2 separate regions of the Rattus norvegicus genome follow, and region 2 is linked to region 1. The links are chromatin contacts, called in public Hi-C maps. All regions are on one chromosome and are shown on one strand. The core of a region is the stretch at or near the end of the contact, and the rest is flanking DNA. Distances in the headings are between cores, read along the strand shown.

Region 1 (3,715 bases), core at 224-2,723:
GGAGGATGGGGAGGGGAAGGCCATATAGAAGGGGAGGGGGAGGGGTTAGGGGGATGTTGGCCCGGAAGCGGGGAAAGGGAATAACATTCGAAATGTAAATAAATACTCAAGTTAATAAAGATGGGGAAAAAAAGAAAAGAAAAAACCTATTTTTAAAGGGACTCTTCTGCTAGCTCTCAGATTAAGTTCGAATTTCTTAGCAGGACACACAAAAACATGTGCGTAATTCATCCTCTCCATTTTCTTCAATTGGATTCTTGACTTCTCGCAGTGTGGCAGCAGCCCTTGTTTGACCGAGACTGTTTTATCCTATCTCTTTATTATGAGAGAAGACTTAGAGGTTATTTTCCTAAACTGGAGACTATTTTTCTTTTTTTTTTTTTTTTTTTTCGGAGCTGGGGACCGAACCCAGGGCCTTGCGCTCTACCACTGAGCTAAATCCCCAACCCCTCAAACTGGAGACTATTATCCATGCCTTTTATTCTACCTTATCAGGAAGCAGTGTCTGAAAGGTTTAAATGCAAGACTGGGACTAGGACCTTCCCAGAGTCAGATACCCATAGGTGTTTATAGGATATTCGCCAAGGCTTATGTGTGGGATCTCCCAGTACTGGACAACTGCCTACCCTGCTACTGCTATGGACTGACTGCAAGGTCTGATCTGAAAGGAAACCTGAGGAGCTAGAGAAATTGCAGCCCTAGCAGAGGACCCTCGTTCAATTCCCAGAACCTGTAGGGTGGGTCACTACCGGTTCCAGGGACCTGCTGATTTCTGACCTGCATTCACATACAATATACGTACTATGTAATGTATACACACAAGCAAAATATAAACACGAAAACCAACAAAGCAAAACAAACACCCCCTCCCCCCAACAAATAAAACCACGAGAGCTTGGTGAGTCTGGCTATTTTGCCTGTGCCCTGTGTTGGAAAAGGAAGTCAAGAATATATACCTGGAGCGAGTCCACCCTTCTTTTCCTGCCACTACATCAAATCCTCAGCTTTATTGTTTTGACTTTGCTAATTTCTCCAGGAAGGATTATTTAATGACTGAAAAAAGCTCGAAGCACACTTGGGCTTTGTTCCCTGAGGTGTTTACATAGGTATGGGGGGAAATGCACACTATGGAACTGGGTTCCCTAAGTTTTATGCCTTGGTCTGGAACCGGCTCCGCGCTAACCCCAGGGATGGCTCCCCAGGCCTGCCTGGATCTGCTACTCGCCCCCGCAGCGGAGAGCCCACCCGCCTGGGAAGGGCGGGACTGTGGGGTTGGCCTTTCGGCGCCCTCTGGGCGTCGGCAGTCGCCGCCCGGCAGCCGCGGCGACCTCAGCGACCGCGTGGAGCCGCCAAGAGTTTCCGGAGCCCGGCTTCCAGGCGGCGCGGGAGGCCGTGGGCGGCGGGGCGGAGCCGGCGGGGGCGGAGCCAGCGGCGGGGGCGTGTCCACGGCGGGCACTGGGAAGGCCCCAAGTTAATGAGGCGTACGCCGGCTGCCGAGCGCCTCTCGGAGCTGGGTTTTCCCCCGCGGCGCGGGAGCCAGGAGCCGCCTTTTCCGCTGGGTGTCACTCGGGGGTGGGGAGGGTGGCCCATTGAAAAGCGCTGCGAGGGGCCCCGGCCAGTGCCCTTCAGTGAGCGCTCCGCGGAAGACGGCAGAGAGCAGCCCGCTCACGGCTCCGGGATCTTGTGGCGGGTCAGGACTCGCCTGTCCCTCTGCCGGGACCCCGAGCCACCGCCGCCACCGCCACCGCTCTGTCTCCTGCGAGTCAGCCTTCTCTGTGCGCTCCGGGCAGGCGGCCGCGGAAGCCGCTGGAGCGAGGACAGCGCACGGCTGCTACTGCTACCCCCAGCCGGAGCGTCTGGAAGCCTAAAGGCCGAGCGGAGCAGCAGCACCCCTTATGCCGGAAGGATGCTGGAGAGCAGCGGTTGCAAGGCGCTGAAGGAAGGAGTGCTGGAAAAGCGAAGCGACGGGCTGCTGCAGCTCTGGAAGAAAAAGTGCTGCATCCTCACTGAGGAAGGGCTACTGCTCATACCGCCCAAGCAGGTACAACATCAGCAGCAGCAACAGCAGCAGCAACAGCCCGGGCAGGGGACAGCCGAACCGTCCCAACCTAGTGGCCCCGCCGTCACCAGCCTTGAGCCACCAGCCAAGCTGAAGGAATTGCACTTTTCCAATATGAAGACTGTAGACTGCGTGGAGCGCAAGGGCAAGTATATGTACTTCACTGTGGTGATGGCGGAGGGCAAAGAGATCGACTTTCGGTGTCCCCAGGACCAGGGCTGGAACGCAGAGATCACGTTGCAGATGGTGCAGTACAAAAATCGTCAGGCCATACTGGCGGTCAAGTCTACGAGGCAGAAGCAGCAGCACCTGGTCCAGCAGCAGCCTCCGCAGACGCAGCAGATCCAACCCCAGCCCCAGCCGCAGATCCAACCCCAGCCCCAGCCGCAGATCCAGCCTCAACCCCAACCCCAACCCCAACCTCAGCCCCAACCCCAGCAGCAGCCCCAGCCCCAACAGCTCCACTCCTACCCGCACCCGCATCCTCATCTTTACCCTCACCCTCACCCTCACGCGCACTCGCACCCGCACCCGCACCCTCACCCTCATCCACACCAACTCCAGCATGCGCACCAGCCTCTCCACTCGCAGCCACAGGGCCACCGGCTTCTCCGCAGCACCTCCAACTCTGCCTGAAGAGGGCGGCACCCGGGCCACTCAAGGTAAGGTCCTGGCAACTTGGGACTCCTAGAAACCTGCCAGCATGACTGTTGGGAAGAGAGGAAAGCTTGTTGACCGGTTCCGCTTCCGAAGCAAAGTAAAAAGAAATCGTTTCAAGTTTGTGGAGAGGTGGCAAAAAGATAGGCAGGCTGGAACTTGTAGAGGCCGGGCGGGGAAGGAAGAGCGGGAGGAATTTCACCAGGGAGCTGGGCACGGGGGATAGACCACCTACCCCGCAGCACTGGATCACTCTAGTTCACTGCCATCCTCCTTAGTGCTACTTTATTGTGTGCCTGCGGACCTGGTGTCCTTCTGGGCACTCCTTTGTCCTGGCCGGGAGGGACCAGGGTCTTGACTTCTGAGTCATCCATTTCATTCTGTGTTCTTCCTTTCCAGGTTTTGAGGACTTCGGGAAGTGGGAAGAGTGCATTACTATTTAAGTTCACTTGGATCAAAACCAACGGAGTCTCCCCGCCCTGTGCCAGATCAAGTAGTTTGGACATCACCCTACGGATAACGCGCGCTTGCAGTTCCTCGTAGTTTTTTCTGCGTAAGCTTCATCACAGTGCAGGAAGCGATTTTGAGTCAAGATGACTATTTATGAACCTTTGGAAGGATCACCTAACGTAATGGACCTTGTAGGAGCAATTTATGTACTGTAATTTTATTTTAATGTATTTTGGTTTATGATTATTTATGTTTTTTTAATGCCTATTCTAAGACATTTCTGAATGTAGGCCACCTCCTCTTCCCCTTCTCGCCAAAAAAAAAAAAGAGACTTTATTTTCAGAAACCTATTTCCTAGTAAGCCCTGATCTTGGAAAAGAAAAAGGGGAAGAAGAGTGGTGGAGTGGGGCAAACATGAAAAATGGATTCATCATCCCCAGAACATTCTCATAAAGTCGACTCTTTTTCATTGTATTTGAAGAAGTTGAAATTAAATTCTGATATTACTTTCACTTTTTAGAGTCTCTTTCATAGATGTGTAGTGTGTGC
Region 2 (3,714 bases), core at 865-3,364, 110 kb after region 1:
GGAGTAAAGGCAGGTTCATTTTACCTGAGAATCCAGTTACACTGTCTCCTGTGTCCTGGTCCCCTAAACAGCAGTGGTCTTAGGGCTGAAGCTAGAATATTTAGGAGGTAGAAGGTGACTTGGGGTTGGACCTCTTCAGTGGTACAGTGTTCATGACTCATCAGCCAGCTCTGTGGGACTCTGACGAAGCTGCCTATGAGACACCTCTTCCTGTAACCTTCTTTACGTTCTCTGGAAAAAGCAATTGGCATCTAAATAGGGACTCATCCGAAAGGAGCCCTACTGTGTGTGATAAAAAGGCAACCGAGGCTGAGGTATCTCAGGGTGAAGCGTCTGTAGGCAGAATCCTCGTGGCTGTAGTTCCTTATGCTTTATGAGATGGACACATCCTTGCTGGGGTGGCAGTGGCATGACCTTGGTTAGGGTGCTGCGGGGGTCCCCTGTGTAACCTGTGATTTGACAGGAAAAGTGAGGGCTAGGGAGGATGAGAGGGAGCTTGTCATTTCTTGTGGCCACCGAAGGAGTATAAGGAAAAGGCAGGTACGAATTATAACTGCACTAAAGGGCTCGTCAGATCCAAGTGAGGAGAACCGGGTCTGGGAGAGGGCAAGAACACGGTACAGCTGATGATGAGTCGTCGGGGTACGGAATGGTCTATGCTTGATCCCCAGAGCTCAGGCCAGAGTCTGCTCACTAAGAGTTAAAGAACTGGTTCCCTCACCAGGGACCATTCCTGAGCTCAGCAAACCTGCACAGTGGGACCTGATCTCTACAGGACAGGAGTTCCAGTGGATCTGAGTTACATCGGTGTAACCGCTCAGATCAGGTTGGTAAAAAAACACTAAAACAGTCAAGAGTGAGTTCAAAAGGGAGAAAGCAGACAAGTTTGCGTCTCTCAGATGCTAATGTGGCAATGTTTGTGCTGGGTCTAAGAAGCAATGGACAAAGACCTAGATTCTGTGCTGTGGGCCTTGGTAGACTCTAAAACTTGGACAGCAGTTTACAGAAGGGGCAAACAATATGGATACAGAGGCAATCTCTAAGTCTTACTATGGAGGAAGGAGTTCTCATGGGGTAAGAACTACTCCAACTGTTCCCCTAATGGGCTGGCCAAGGTGTGCCTCAGAGGAGGCACAGTTTTAAGTTTTAACGTTAAAACAAAAAAACAAAACAAAACAAAACAAACAAACCCTGAATCAGATAGGGGTAGCTTCCATTCTCAGGAAGCTGAGGCAAATGGACACTAACATCATTTCAATGAGGGAGATAAATGGGACAATGTACTCCAGGGGGCCTGACTTGCAGTGTGCTGTGTTACTGGTCACAGGAGCTGGAGGTACAAAGTACAGAGGATTGGTATAGGGCTTTTCTCACTTTGGGAATGGGGGTGTGGGGTTTCAAGCCATCTCTGTGAAATTCCACTTGGGAGTGTAAAGGCAAGATCTATGCATCCAAAGGCAAGCCACAGTTGTCGTCTGGACTGGTGTTTGCAGTCCTGGAGCAGGGCCAGCACACCTGCACTGTGAGGTTCCCTCCCACCCTCCCCTCTCCAGGGATCACCCGGGACTTCAGAAGAAGTATTTGTTCTAATCCTTTCTGGAAATGGTCTTTGATATTTTCTTTCTCTCTGTGTGTGATGATCATCCTAGAACCGACCTTTTTTCTTCTTTTCTTTTTTTCCTTTTTGGAGGTCTCTCTCTTTCTCTCTTGCCTGCCAAATACATTAATAGCTTACGTGGGGGTGTGACTCTTGCCAAATCATAGAAATATTTTCTCTTTCGGTTTAACCGTGGACCCAGCTTGCTGGAAGAATGGCCTTTCAAAAGATAAATCTATGAAATTCTGGGGGTAAGATCCTGGATTTGCAAGGGGCATTGTTGTAAATGTCAGTGGCTGGGCTCCCACTGCCCGCTTGAATGGCCACCACTGTCTACCCTCCCTAGCCTGTGGCACTGACTAATTCAGCACACGTGGGCATTCTGCTTTTTCTGTGAATCAGAGTCATGCCCCTCTTCTCTGTCTTCCTTTTTTTTTTTTTTTTCTGTTGTGAACACTTCCCAGTTTTCAAGGTTATGATGAAGTTTAGACTCCTCCCCCTGTTTTCTGGGTTGCTCTGAGCCACCATTTCTATGACTGATCCCTGGAGGGACTAAGAGGGACTGGCAGGAAGATGGTGTGAAAGCAGGTGGGAAAAGGGGGCTGGATGGAGAGAGCGACTTCCCTGGAAAGTTCCTTTCCGTACCACTGGGAGGGAATTGACCCAAAGAACCACAGAAACGAAATAGATCCCAGTAAAAACTAGCATCATGGGCTCGATGTCCTTAACCCACTGAGTCCCCAGGACTCAAGTGCCAATGGTGTTGAGTGGATTGTTCTGGAGTACACTTACAGCCGGAAGTCACCTCTCCTAGCTCTCTTTCTCTTAGGTTCCAAGCACTGCTGGGGTTTTTCTCTTGAGGAAGGGGAGAAGAGGGAAAAGGAGAGCGGCCAAACTTGGGCTTCCTTGGCTATGGCCGCTGTGCCTCTCTTCCAGCTGCAGAGCACTTTGTGAGTGACGAATGATACAGAAACATGCCTCCCGTAGCCAGCTGGCCCTGCACCAGGTCTTTGTAAATACCAGCCAGGGGCAGCATTGGTCTCCAGCCAGGATCCAGGCTGGAGGAGCAAGTCTTAGGTTCTCAGCCCTCACTCGGGGCTCTTCCCAGCTCACAGCTGTGGAAGCTCAGACCGCATTGCTGAAGTCTTCGAAGCCTCCTTTGCGAGGGGTTTTGCAGGCAATGCCTGCCCTGCTCCCACTGCCTGCCTGTGTGTTTGCTTTGGCAGACTCTAGGTACTCCTCTCTCCTGCACTCTCATCTCTTTGATCCTAAGTCCCCTCCTGCTGCTTATTTCTTCTCCCTGGAGGTACAGAACATATGCTTTCTTTGGAAGAAACATCTAGAGGGTGCGTTAAGTCATTTAATGGGTAGGGGGAACCTGTAGATTAACTGAGCCATGTGTCTTAAAATCTCTTGTATCTGTCACTTTGTCAGCCTGGGAAAGACAACTGGCAGGCATGAGAGAATTGGTACAGTAACAGAGTTGGGTCATTGTTTCCTGCTTTGACGATGCCTGTGTTTTCATAGTTTCACAGCTCTGCATTAGAGAGGCAAGCATTTTTTTTAATTATTGATGTATATTACACATTGATAGCCCCCCCCCCATTTTTTTTTAGACAACATTTTGCTATGTAGCTAAGGTTGGCCTCAAACTCAGGATCCTGCCTGAGCCTCCTAAGTACTGGGATTATACGTATGACACCACACCCTTCTAATTGCCTGTGGTTTTTCTATTCATTCTCATTCTCTCTCTCTCTTGGAAGCATCTCATGTGGCTCAGGTTGACTTCAAACTCACTGATGAGCTAAAGATGACCTCAAATGCCCAGTTGGTAATGTGGAGATGAAGGATCCAACCTAGAACCCCGTGCATGTTAAATGAGCTCTAACCACTCAGCTGCACCCTTCGTCTCAATTTTATTTTTTTGGGGGGGGGTGGTTAATGGGCAAAATAATGTTTCCTACAGTAAGTAGACTATTAGATATGATGAAACACAGTGAATCATTTTGGCCAGAAGATGTCTCCATTTATTTCCCCAGGGTTTTGGTTTGGTGGTTTTGGGGTTGGGGTGGGGGTGGGGTAGGATGGAGTAGGGGCTTGGAACAAACAGATGAATT

The links. Hi-C and Micro-C count contacts between places; a contact is called where the count stands out from the background.
Region 2: a contact with region 1 is called in a Hi-C map of Schwann cells, with 5 times the contacts expected there. The contact joins the enhancer-like site here to the promoter of Phlda1 in region 1. A contact is called at or near these places in 6 of 12 Hi-C or Micro-C datasets (the A7r5 cell line, Schwann cells, frontal cortex and 3 more) and 1 of 1 datasets of contacts at active chromatin or transcription factors (oligodendrocytes).

What each region holds. Positions count from the first base shown.
Region 1 is chr7:48,852,217-48,855,931 of GRCr8, forward strand. Phlda1 (pleckstrin homology-like domain, family A, member 1) reads left to right here and starts at 1,474. Exons shown (of 2, transcript NM_017180.2): 1 at 1,474-2,721; 2 at 3,116-3,678. The coding sequence starts at 1,475. The coding sequence ends at 2,695.
Region 2 is chr7:48,963,892-48,967,605 of GRCr8, forward strand. No RefSeq gene overlaps it. Among named protein-coding and RNA genes, the nearest start is that of Phlda1, 110 kb to the left of the region's middle. Within about 2 kb of position 2,115, at least 25 of the 93 cell types and tissues checked have an H3K27ac peak or open chromatin away from gene starts, as enhancers often do. A contact at or near this core is called in the A7r5 cell line, Schwann cells and liver, where this site is marked.